Linked DNA regions of Zea mays: all the other regions are linked to region 2. The links are chromatin contacts, called in public Hi-C maps. All regions are on one chromosome and are shown on one strand. The core of a region is the stretch at or near the end of the contact, and the rest is flanking DNA. Distances in the headings are between cores, read along the strand shown. Region 1 holds the start of LOC100382048. Region 2 holds the start of LOC100284569 (metal tolerance protein C3). Region 3 holds the start of LOC100278084.

Evidence for each region. A called contact is a pair of places that touch in the nucleus more often than the background predicts.
Region 1: a contact with region 2 is called in a Hi-C map of leaf, with 7 times the contacts expected there. The contact joins the promoter of LOC100382048 here to the promoter of LOC100284569 in region 2. A contact is called at or near these places in 2 of 25 Hi-C or Micro-C datasets (ear and leaf).
Region 3: a Hi-C map of bundle sheath shows a contact between it and region 2, with 5 times the contacts expected there. The contact joins the promoter of LOC100278084 here to the promoter of LOC100284569 in region 2. A contact is called at or near these places in 3 of 25 Hi-C or Micro-C datasets (bundle sheath, ear and leaf).

Annotation. Positions count from the first base shown.
Region 1 is chr3:23,430,412-23,433,713 of Zm-B73-REFERENCE-NAM-5.0, reverse strand. It overlaps LOC100382048, which reads right to left and starts at 1,454. Exons shown (of 10, transcript NM_001394902.1): 1 at 901-1,454; 2 at 409-546. The coding sequence starts at 1,359.
Region 2 is chr3:23,047,646-23,051,323 of Zm-B73-REFERENCE-NAM-5.0, reverse strand. It overlaps LOC100284569 (metal tolerance protein C3), which reads right to left and starts at 1,902. Exons shown (of 6, transcript NM_001157464.1): 1 at 1,642-1,902. The coding sequence starts at 1,780.
Region 3 is chr3:22,627,322-22,630,731 of Zm-B73-REFERENCE-NAM-5.0, reverse strand. LOC100278084 reads left to right here and starts at 1,669. Exons shown (of 1, transcript NM_001151477.2): 1 at 1,669-2,541. The coding sequence starts at 1,843. The coding sequence ends at 2,400.

The DNA of each region.
Region 1 (3,302 bases), core at 205-2,704, 380 kb before region 2:
AGCATGAGCTGAAAAAAATGATCACATGCATATAAACCAGAGACGTTATTGCACGGATTCTCCAAATTTTAGTGTGAAACATAAATACCAAATACATCACTACGTGCGGCTACAGCACAATAACATAACATTAAAACATAAACCTCCAATCAACAGCAATTGCAACTAAGCACAATCTGGAAAAAAGTTTCGCATGCATAAAAAACCAAAGACCTTAATGCATGGATTTTCCTAATTTTGGAGTGAAACATAAATACCAAATGCATCACTACGTGCGCTACAGCACAGTAGAGTAACATTAAAAAAATAGACCTCCTACAGACAGCAATTGCATCTAAGCAGTCTGAAAAAAAATGATGACATGCATAAATAGATTCCAGAACAATATCTAGTGATATGATAACTCACATCAACCATCTTGGACACTGTTGATTCTTTGAACATCTTTGCCCATGGAAATTGAGATGCGCTCACAGCTGCAAATGCCCGGCCAAAGTAATCAGCAAACCTCATGAGCTGAATGTCCTGTTGATTCTCGTACGATGCCTGCACAGAACAAATAATCAGAATATACATACACAACAGAAAGTGTACCAACCTTTTGCAGGCTAATCCTAATACCAAAGCCCAGAGCTCCCCGAGATCCATCTTTACATCCTAAGATCCGACTTTCAGGCAAGGCAACAGTACTATATTGGATAGAATTTTGGTTCAACTTGATCCGAAACCCGGTACGTCCTAGCATTTCGTCGGAATTTCATCAATTCCAGCGAGATCCGTCGCTAAACCCTACCCAGATCCGATCCGTAAAAAGACAAAACCTTGATCCGGACCATCATCACAAGATCTCATTTTTTTAACAGGAATTCGACGGGGAGGAGAGGTTTGACGCGGCCTTACCGAGATCTCGAAGAGGTGCGCTGCGAGGTTCTCGGCGTCGATCAGGACGGCGGCCTCGGCGACCGTCACCTTCGGCTTCTTCACCTTGGGCTTCTTAGGCTTCTTGACCTCTCCCTCCTGGCGCGGGGCAGCGGCCTCGTCGGAGTCGTCGTCGTCGGAGTAGGCGGCGCCCGTGGCAACGGCGATCCGCGCGTCGTCGAGGTCGGCCGCCCTGGAGGCGAGCTGCTGCTGCAGCGCGCGGTGGCGCTCCTGGGAGCGCTTCTCGACGGCGTCGAAGACGCCGCCAGGCTTGCCGTTGGACTGCAGCGCCAGATCGGGCGCCGTGGTGCGGGGCGGCTGCGCCTGCTTGCGGTTGCGCTTGGGATACGACACCGTCTGCCAGCCGTGCGAGGGGTCGGAGGAGGCGGCCGCCGCCATGGAGGAGGAGGAGGAGGCGCCCGCGAGGTCGTCCATCGCCATAGCTGCCACGCGCGCGAGGAGGGGGAGGCGAGACTCCTCCTGGCTTTCGAGAGGCGACGAGCAGGAACAGGAAGGAAGAAAGCAGCTGTGAGAGAGACGAGGACGAGGGATGCGCAGGCGTGGCTGGATTTTATTGTGAACGGCGAGCCGAGGGTGCCGCGTGCGTCGCGTGCACTGCACCCCGTCTGTCCTCTCTCCGCCCCCGCTCCTCGCCGCTCTGGTCACTCACAACACACAGTCACACCTCCGTTTTTCCGTTTCCTCGCTGTCTCGGGCGTGATCTTGTGAGACTTCTTGGCTGCTATCTTTTCTTCTAGCTCGTTCTTTTCTCTGGTGCAGCTTTCCGGTTCTGTTTGTTTGGAAACAACTTCGGTGACGCTGACATGAGCTGGCCGTGGATATAGATGCGGTTCCGTCGACCATGGATGGGTACGTACAATTGCTTAAAAAAGCTGCCTGCTCTTCTTCACACTGTCGTACGAAGCTCATGAGTAGGGCTGTAAAAAAGCAGTTGTCCCAGATTAATTAAACTATATAATAAAGATGGATAATAGATAATTTTACTTAAAATGTTAAATGATGATTATATTTTTCACATTTAAATACTATTAAATTACTATATAATACAATATTATTTATCAAGATCCATCTCGCGAGGCAATTTCGAGCTAAGCCGAGCCTGAGCTCGTTGAATGAATGAGCCAAGCCGAGTCGAGTTTGGTCTGTCAACGAGTCAAGCCGAGCCGAGCCGATGTGAGGATCAAGAAGGGGATAGCTGATGAAGACTCGGTGGCGGGAAAGACAACTCGACTGAGGAGGCCCAATAGTCGAGTCTATGGGCCACAGTGGGGCCACATCGTGGGCTGCCCTAGAAGATGAACGGACGGTGAGAAATTACTCGTCGAATTTGTCGCTAGAGTTGGGTGTGAGGAAAATGGGTCTCGGACCATTTGGCTCAAAAGGTTTTGGTGTTTGATGATCAACATAACCTGTGAACTAATAAGTTTGCTAGCGTTTATAATTGTAGTTTACAGGATGCTAAAGTGACTTGGACTAAGGCATTGAGGAAAGCAACACATCAAATGAAGACATTATGAAGATCAACAAGTATCAAGCAAAGTCTAAGAAACGAAGAAAAGTGTTGTCACTGGTGGACTGTCAGGTCGAGGACACCAGACTGTCTGGTGCACCAGGGAATATTAGTCCAACGACTAGTTCCTAGTGGCACTGTGGAGGAGGGCCCAGACTGTCAGGTGCAAAGGCTGACAGCCAACGGTCGACTGACAGATCCAACGACTAGTGGTGCACCGGACAGGACACCGGACTGTCCGGTGCCTACCACAGGACTGTCTGGTGTGCCGCAGAAAGCTGCAGTTTTCCTCCAACGGCTATAATTGAGTTGGGGCCAATAAATACATCATCCAACCGACCATTTGAAGGTGTAAGAGCCCTAGCAACATACCAAGGCATATCGTATACATTTCCAAGTGCTCATACACCCAAATGCTTAATAGAATCACTCGGTGATTAACGTAGGTGCTTTGCGAAGTGCTTGGATTAGTTAGACCGCATTAGCGTTTGCTCTAGGTGAATCCTAGTTAGTTGAGTGAGTTTAGAAAAAACACACAACCCCTCGGCTCTTGCGTGAGCTGTTGTAATTGTATCGAGTGGGACGAGAGTCTTGCGAGATCGTGACAACCGTGTTTATGTCACGGCTACCACCGTGTACCGGAAGGAACGAGGCCCACGAAGTTTCGGTCGGAAGCTCGATAGTGGAGACAACGGGGAGCGTCCGAGAGGAGCCGGAAGCGGAGCACCACTTGCGCGTGGAGAAGGCCTGCATCTCTCTATGGAGTTACTCGATCGTGGTGCTTGGCCATCGCGTGGGCTACCCTTTGCGTAGAGGCACCAACGAGGATTAATCGGAACCTTGCGTGGTTCCG
Region 2 (3,678 bases), core at 653-3,152:
GCAAAGCAACGGGACGATAAGTACGTATCAGGACTTCGTGCACTCAGCAATACACGTTTCCATGGCTGAATAGTCCAGCTGCATGAAAGCTTTCAGTATTTTATACGGATCAGTCCTTGACTCCTAGCATCTTTTACCAGCACGAAACGTGAATCATCAGAGGGCGTGCTGTGTACTACGTACGTACGTGGATCATCACAGGCAGAGCAGGCCAAAAACTTTCTTCTTCTTCCTTCGTTTGAAACGAAGGCCAAAACAGTTGTTGTCGTTCGTTTGTATATATTTATTTATGCCAACAGAGTGGCAGTAGCGCGATTGGACTTGTCCAAGCGACGACGTCGCCTTGTGATTGTCGTCAAGCTCAAAAGGAACGTTCCCGCATAGATGCCCTCGACCGTGTCCACGACAAGACCGAGACTAGCTAGGCTTCAACCGAAACGCCTTCCAGTCTGGAACAACGAACGAACTAGGGTACGTAAGCACATGCAGTTACTGGACTGTTTTTTTTTAACTACGCTTCACTCTAAGTCTTACTCTACTCTGATTAAGACTACTTTCTCGAGACAGAATTCGTGCAAACATGCATGCATGGAGGTTGCTATCGAACTATTTTTTATTATTATTTTGCAACTACATTTCTATTTAATACTTACAATTTGCTGCGCCGCGCGCGATGTTGCAATGCATACGATATATAGTGTGAGTTGAAACTGTAGGGTTTTGCTTGCACTTAATACTGTAGCAGAACGATGTTTGTTGGGGTTATTTTTTATAGCTGATAGTCACGGATATGGTACAATCTGCAATTATTTCATTAGCATCAATGTTCTTTTGCTTTTGTCTGTTTGATAATTATGTTTTGATCTATACTACGTACTGCAATTCATGAGTTTCTGATCGAGTTCAATATGAAAGTATGATATGCACTTGTTTCGATCATTAATTATAGCACTGGTATTTCTTGATTTTTCTCTTTTTAGAAGCTATGTTTTGTTCTATACTTCAGTTCTGTATTTTCTAAGTTGTAATTACTGTATGATGTGCACTGTTACGCCATTCATTACAGCATCAAAGTTCTTCGTAATTCACGTGTTTTCTACCAAAACGCTAGCTAGTTTTTTTTTCACCAGAAAATGTGCTAGCTCGAGGAAACCAATACGGGCCATTGCCTTCGTGACAGCAATTTGAATACACTAGAAGTATGTAACTATCGCCACTTCGGTACTTTGCAATAAGTGTGTGCAAGCAGCATGCAGCAGCGCCATGCAGAGGACGAAAAAAAAAGATGATTAAAAGGTCCATACAATTATAGGGTCCACATGGGACTCCACTAAGCACCGCTTTTGTTTGTTGCTGTTATATCATCGTGGTTGGTTTGCCATGGCGATCTTTTTCGTTCGGGTGGTATTATCTTGGAGTTAACTATATAATCTAAGATCACTAAAAAGAGGCAAAAAAAAAATCGTGCCTAGTAGTACTCTTAGCAGTTTCCGCCGCCAATCAGGTCGTATCAGTTACCACAAAACCCGCAGCGGAGTTGCATGTGTATAGCAAATGGAAAGGAAAAAAAAACAAGAGACACGATTGATCTGCACTTCTGCAGGATCTCGGATCGAGTTGGACGGAGGTGCCCGTACGTACCGTGGCTGCGGAGGAAGACCCTGGCGACGAAGGGCGGCTCCTTGGGCCGCTCCGGCATGTGGAAGTCGCTGACGTTGAGCCGCCACGACGCCGTCGGCCCCGCCCTCAGCCCCTCATTGTGGTCGTCGTCGTCGCCCATGCCGCCGGCCAGAGGATCCGATCGAGGGTAGATTCGTCGGATGAAGGAATGGGGACTAGCGCGGCCAGAGAGTCGGCGCAACCACAGGATCGGACGGCGGCAGGACAGTGGGGGAGAACGGTGTGGTGGGGGTGTTTTATATATAGATGAGCAGTTATGGTGGTGGTCGTGGTGGTGGCGGCCACACTCCCGCACAGATCAGATGACTAGATCAGAGATTGAGAGCGCATGCACAACGGCAGGTGGCTGGGACGGCGAGGTGCGCGCCGGCCGCGCGCGCGTACGTCGCCTCGTCCGTTGTTGCTTTCCACACGACCCTTGTGTTGAACATATCTGGTATAAACCAACTCCTCCGTGCAATTATAAAACTTCTAATTTAGGTCACATGATATTAATCGCTACAGGGGCTTGATAATTTTACACGTAACTATCCACTGCTAATCACATTTTTTTAAATCTCCCCTCTCACACCCCCGCACGCCCCCTTATCAGAATCATGTGATTTAAATTAGAAGTTTGCACTATATATATTTACACGGAGGGGTTAGTTTGCACTATATAGATTCTCTTCTTTTATCCGAGAGATCGAGCGCGGATGTGAGAGGCTGGGCAGGGGGAAGTGGCGCGGTTGGGGGTCGTGACGGCTTGAAAGATTTGGTGCATGCATGCCTCGCTTTTAAAAACTTGTGCGTTAGCGCCCGTCGAGTCACCTTTGTTGCACAGTCTTTAAAATTTGTCGAGTCACGACAGGGCTTGGGTCAGGTCAGCTCACTCCTCCATCAGCCGGCGGCGCGCGGTCAGGTCGCAGACTCCGGCCTAGCAGTAGCAGGCCATGTCTGCATGCGGTGCGGGCACGGGGACACTGACAAGACGACACGGCGGTAGAGCGGTACACGTTGGAGTGGCCGACGCGGCACACCCGAAGTGGGAGCTGATGCGGAGAGATGGGACTGTTGAGAACTACGTCACCACGGATCACCAGATCCGCTCCCTTCCCTCCCGTCAGCAGTAGAGGCGTAAGAAGCTGTAGAGTACCCGTCTCCCTTCCCATAAGCACGACAGAGAGCACACAAGACACATGATGTAGGGTTGGGCCTCTGGCATCTTTCTATTCTATGTATTATGAGGGGTGTACATGTTCCTTATATAGAGATGTGAGACCCCTCAGGGGCAAAGCAGGTATTTGCCCACATAACCCTAACTAGGGTTACTTAACACTCCCCCTTGGGCGAATACCGCGACCAACACATGCCTCGTTAAAACTCCGAAAAACCCAGTGGGAAAAATATGGAGAAAGAGTGCATGGTGATACAAATTGCATTTGCATTTTGTTGCCTCGTTAAAAACCTCATGTGAGAAACTTCAAGAAAACTCACCAAGGGAAAAAAGAGTACAACAACTGTCATCGGGACAGATTTCGATCCTTTGGGATCTAGATTCTATCGAATCTTCTACAAGGGCTAACTTTAGAAATGTGCTCCCCTGATCCTTGCAAAATCGTATCAATAAGGCAAAACATATTCTTCTGGAAGTATATGCACATAAAGATTCAGCAAACGGATTGCATATCCTTGCAAGGACTATTTCAGGAACTTTACCTCTACTCACTTCTAGGATATACGAGGTAAGTGCACGTATCAATATAAATAAGCCACTTTGACTGATGGTGTTCGATCGACTAGATCTATATATTTGATAGAAAGTTTTATAAAGGTTCACATATTGATCATCAAGCTCACGCCTTCAGGGCATAGAATATGACATTTATTGTCTCACGGTTGTGATCAATATAAGCATTCGCTCCCCCTGACGATGACATCTGTCAAAGTCTTTATCCTTCATAACTCAAGCATATTCTTCAAGATATATGTCTCATTGTTCATCTGGAATAACGAGAA
Region 3 (3,410 bases), core at 420-2,919, 420 kb after region 2:
CGATTCGTTATCCCGCGCCTCTCCCGGTTACTTAGATGTATTCGCAAAAGTGCCCCTAGCCGGGTCAATTCGTGTGGCCCACCCCGTTTTGCGCCGCGCACCCCGGGAGAAGCCGGGCCTCGCAGATGCTCGGGACGGTTGGGTCACATGCTTGGTGTGCCTGCTTTGCTTCGGAGCGTGGCCTTTGTCCCTAAATAAATAAAAAGGGTGGTTGGGCGCACCGTACATTCGGGTCGACCGGGTCGGGTTGGCTTGGCTCCCGGTCCCCGGAACTGCGGTCATTCATTGCGTACGGCGCGCGTCGAATCTCAAGGCACAGCCCTTCCCAAATGCAGAATTTACAGGAATGGAACCGATATGCACTTTTCCCCTTAGTAGTAGCTATATAATTCTTTAGTTTATAAATTTTGTTATTGAGTAGTGCTATATGCGTAGCAGTGCATGCGGCGACAAAAAAAAGAAAATGAAATTAATAATGAAATTCTGTGAGGTTCAGAACCAACATCTTTTCACCCAGTTATTATTGTCCGCACCGAGCAGGCACGCCCTCGAAATCTTTTTCCAGATGGGAGAGAATAAACCTTTTTTTTAAAAAATATAGCTGGGTCCAACTCGTCGGCCTGACTAAAAAGAGACCCGCCGCCCGGGATAAAGATCGCCACTGACCAGTACAGCCAGCCAGACACACAGGTGGCTTTTCAAAGGTTTTAAAAAAAAGCAGTGCCAGAAATATCGAAGGGGGGAGACTGACTGGACCGCTGCAGGCCGTCGCCGTTCAACCACCACACACGCCCCAATCCACCCATCCAGTCCAGGGCGTGGACAAATAAAAGCAGGCAGGCAGGCGCGCGCGGACGGAGACGCGGCCACGCCCACGCACTTCCAGATGGGATGGCAAGCCTCACGCAGGCAGGCAGCCAGACACGCACACATCCCCGTCCATGCCATTTTTTAAATTCATTTAGGCCTTGTTCGTTTCCATCGGATTGCACCCGGAATAATTCCAGCTAATCAAAGTTTATATAAATTAGAGAACCAATCCGGTCAGGAATCGTTCCGACCCACCAATCCGATAGAAACGAACAAGGCCTTACAAGGTTTCAAAATATCAGAAATCACTCATAGGTAACGGAAATATAACTGCAACTTGGGCCGGTCTGTATTCAATTGAATCTATACGCAGCCACACGTTCAGGTTTGAAGAATTATACTCAACAAGCACTGCCGTCACCTACCAGCAAAGGCACAAAAGCAGGCGAGAGAAAATAGGCAACCGAACAAAAATGCACTTCTGAGGTCTGACGCCAGCGGGGCGAGAGTGCTGGCTGGAAGCCTGGAACACGAGACTCGACTACTCGAGCGGTCGTCCATGGTATGGTGCCTGCTCTGGTTATTCGCATCAACGGGCCGCCACGGGAGCGTGTGGACAATACCTCTGGCACCCGACGAAACTCTCAAACTACACCGCCCGCCCGCCAGCTCCGGGAGGTACCTGAGCTGATAACTATAGACCTCGATGCACCACCGCACTGGCGACCAAACCAAAACCGCCCGAGCAAACTTTTTTCCGGAAACCCCCCTGCGAGAAACGTCGTCCGCAGAGCCGCCCACCGCGTGCAACGCTATATAAGGTGGCCCCGAACTCGGCGACGCTGCGCACAACACCTCGCTTTTTGTACTCTTCCGTCTTTGCCCTCGCGTTAACGCGCTCGTCTCGCCTGGCCTAGCTAGCTGCCTGCCTTGGCTTGCTTGCTACGTCGTGTACTATACACAGCGAGAGGAAGGAGGAGCAAGAAAAGAAAGAAAAGAGAGAGAGTCGCTTCCTTTCCTCCAACTTATTCCATGGAGACCTCTTCTCACAAGCGGGCGCGGGAGGCGGTCGACCTCGCCGCCGCCGCCGGAGAGGCCGTGTGGCCGGAGGCCGACGCCAAGAGGCTGCGGCCGCAGGACCTGCTCGACATGCTCGACGACGACACCGAAGCGGCGGCCGCCGGCGACCTGGCGTCCGTCATGCGGAGCCTGGAGGAGGAGATAGCCAGCTTCGACGAGGCCGCGGAGGCGGCGCCGTCGCAGCAGCCGGAGCTGGGGTTCCTGCTCGAGGCCTCGGACGACGAGCTGGGGCTGCCGCCGGCGGGATCCGCCGCCGCCGCCTCTTCGGAGGAGGCCGGCCTCGCCGGCCCGCCGGAGCCCGCCGCCGCGCTCTACGGCCAGATCTGGGGCTTCGACGACGAGATCGACGGAGGCTTCGGTGGCTACTCGCCCGAGGCTGCCGCCGCGGCCGCCGCCGCCGCCGCGTGGGACGACGACGTCTTCGGCGCCGGCCTGTTCGCGTTCGGCGACGACGCGTGCGCGCCGTCGGATCTCGCGGCGCTGCGCCACGAGTCCATGCCCGCCGTCTGATGACGCGTCCCCCGTGCGTGCGGCCGCACCCAGGGGATTAGCCCCTATCTTTTTTTCTCGTTTTTATTTTTACCTTTTGGCTAACCTGAATGTAAAGTTTCTTAGGAGGGTTAAAACAGAGCCGTGCAAAACTTGGGAAGATAAGATTTCAGATAGGCGGAAGGTTCTGGAAATGGCCTCCCTTTTTTTTGTTTGCCCTCGGAATCTACCTCTCGCTTAATAGAAAAAGAAAATAAGAGGAAGCGAGTACATACATAAAGCTATTAAAATAAAAATAATAAACAGTGAAGCAAAAGACAGATGCCGACAAGTTTTCAAAAAACAGATGGAGGTGGGCGATTATACTGAGAGGAAAAAAATAATGTTTTCATGAATTGTTATCTGGAAAAAATACTTGCAAGGATCCAGCACTCCAAATTGGAATTGGAAGAGTCCGCGAATTTTCGCAACCTTTTAGACGGGGAAGAATAATTCTGGCTGCTACGGTTGACCATGAGCAGGAAACTGTTTTACATTTGCCTGGGAACGAGATTAAGTTAAGGGCATGTACAGTGGTATTTAATGTGGGAGCTCTTAAGGTGTTTTAGGGGGTTATTTGCAAAAAAATCTTAGAGCCGTCTCTCCGTGAAGAGACGCCTCTGGCTCGTAAACCAAGTAACAACAGACGCCTCACTTCCCACTATACAAATTTGTCGTCTGTTCTATCGATCTGATGCTATATAAATACATTTAATTCTGTATTTATTAATAAACTACGTTTATAGACACTCCATTGTACAATATAGTCTCTTAGTTGTCTCCTGTGCTTGGAGAACCGTTTTGGTGTCTCTCCACTGTACATGCCCTAACAGGGAAAAGACCGTGAGCCACCGGCTCGCAGGACTAGCCGTTCGCCGTTGTTGTGAGGTAGTCGCTGCGCACACAGGAAACGTTGTCCGGGAACAGCTGTGGCGTGGAGCACTGCCGTGTGCCCGTGTCCCTACTCCTAAGTCTTAACTGAACCTGACGTT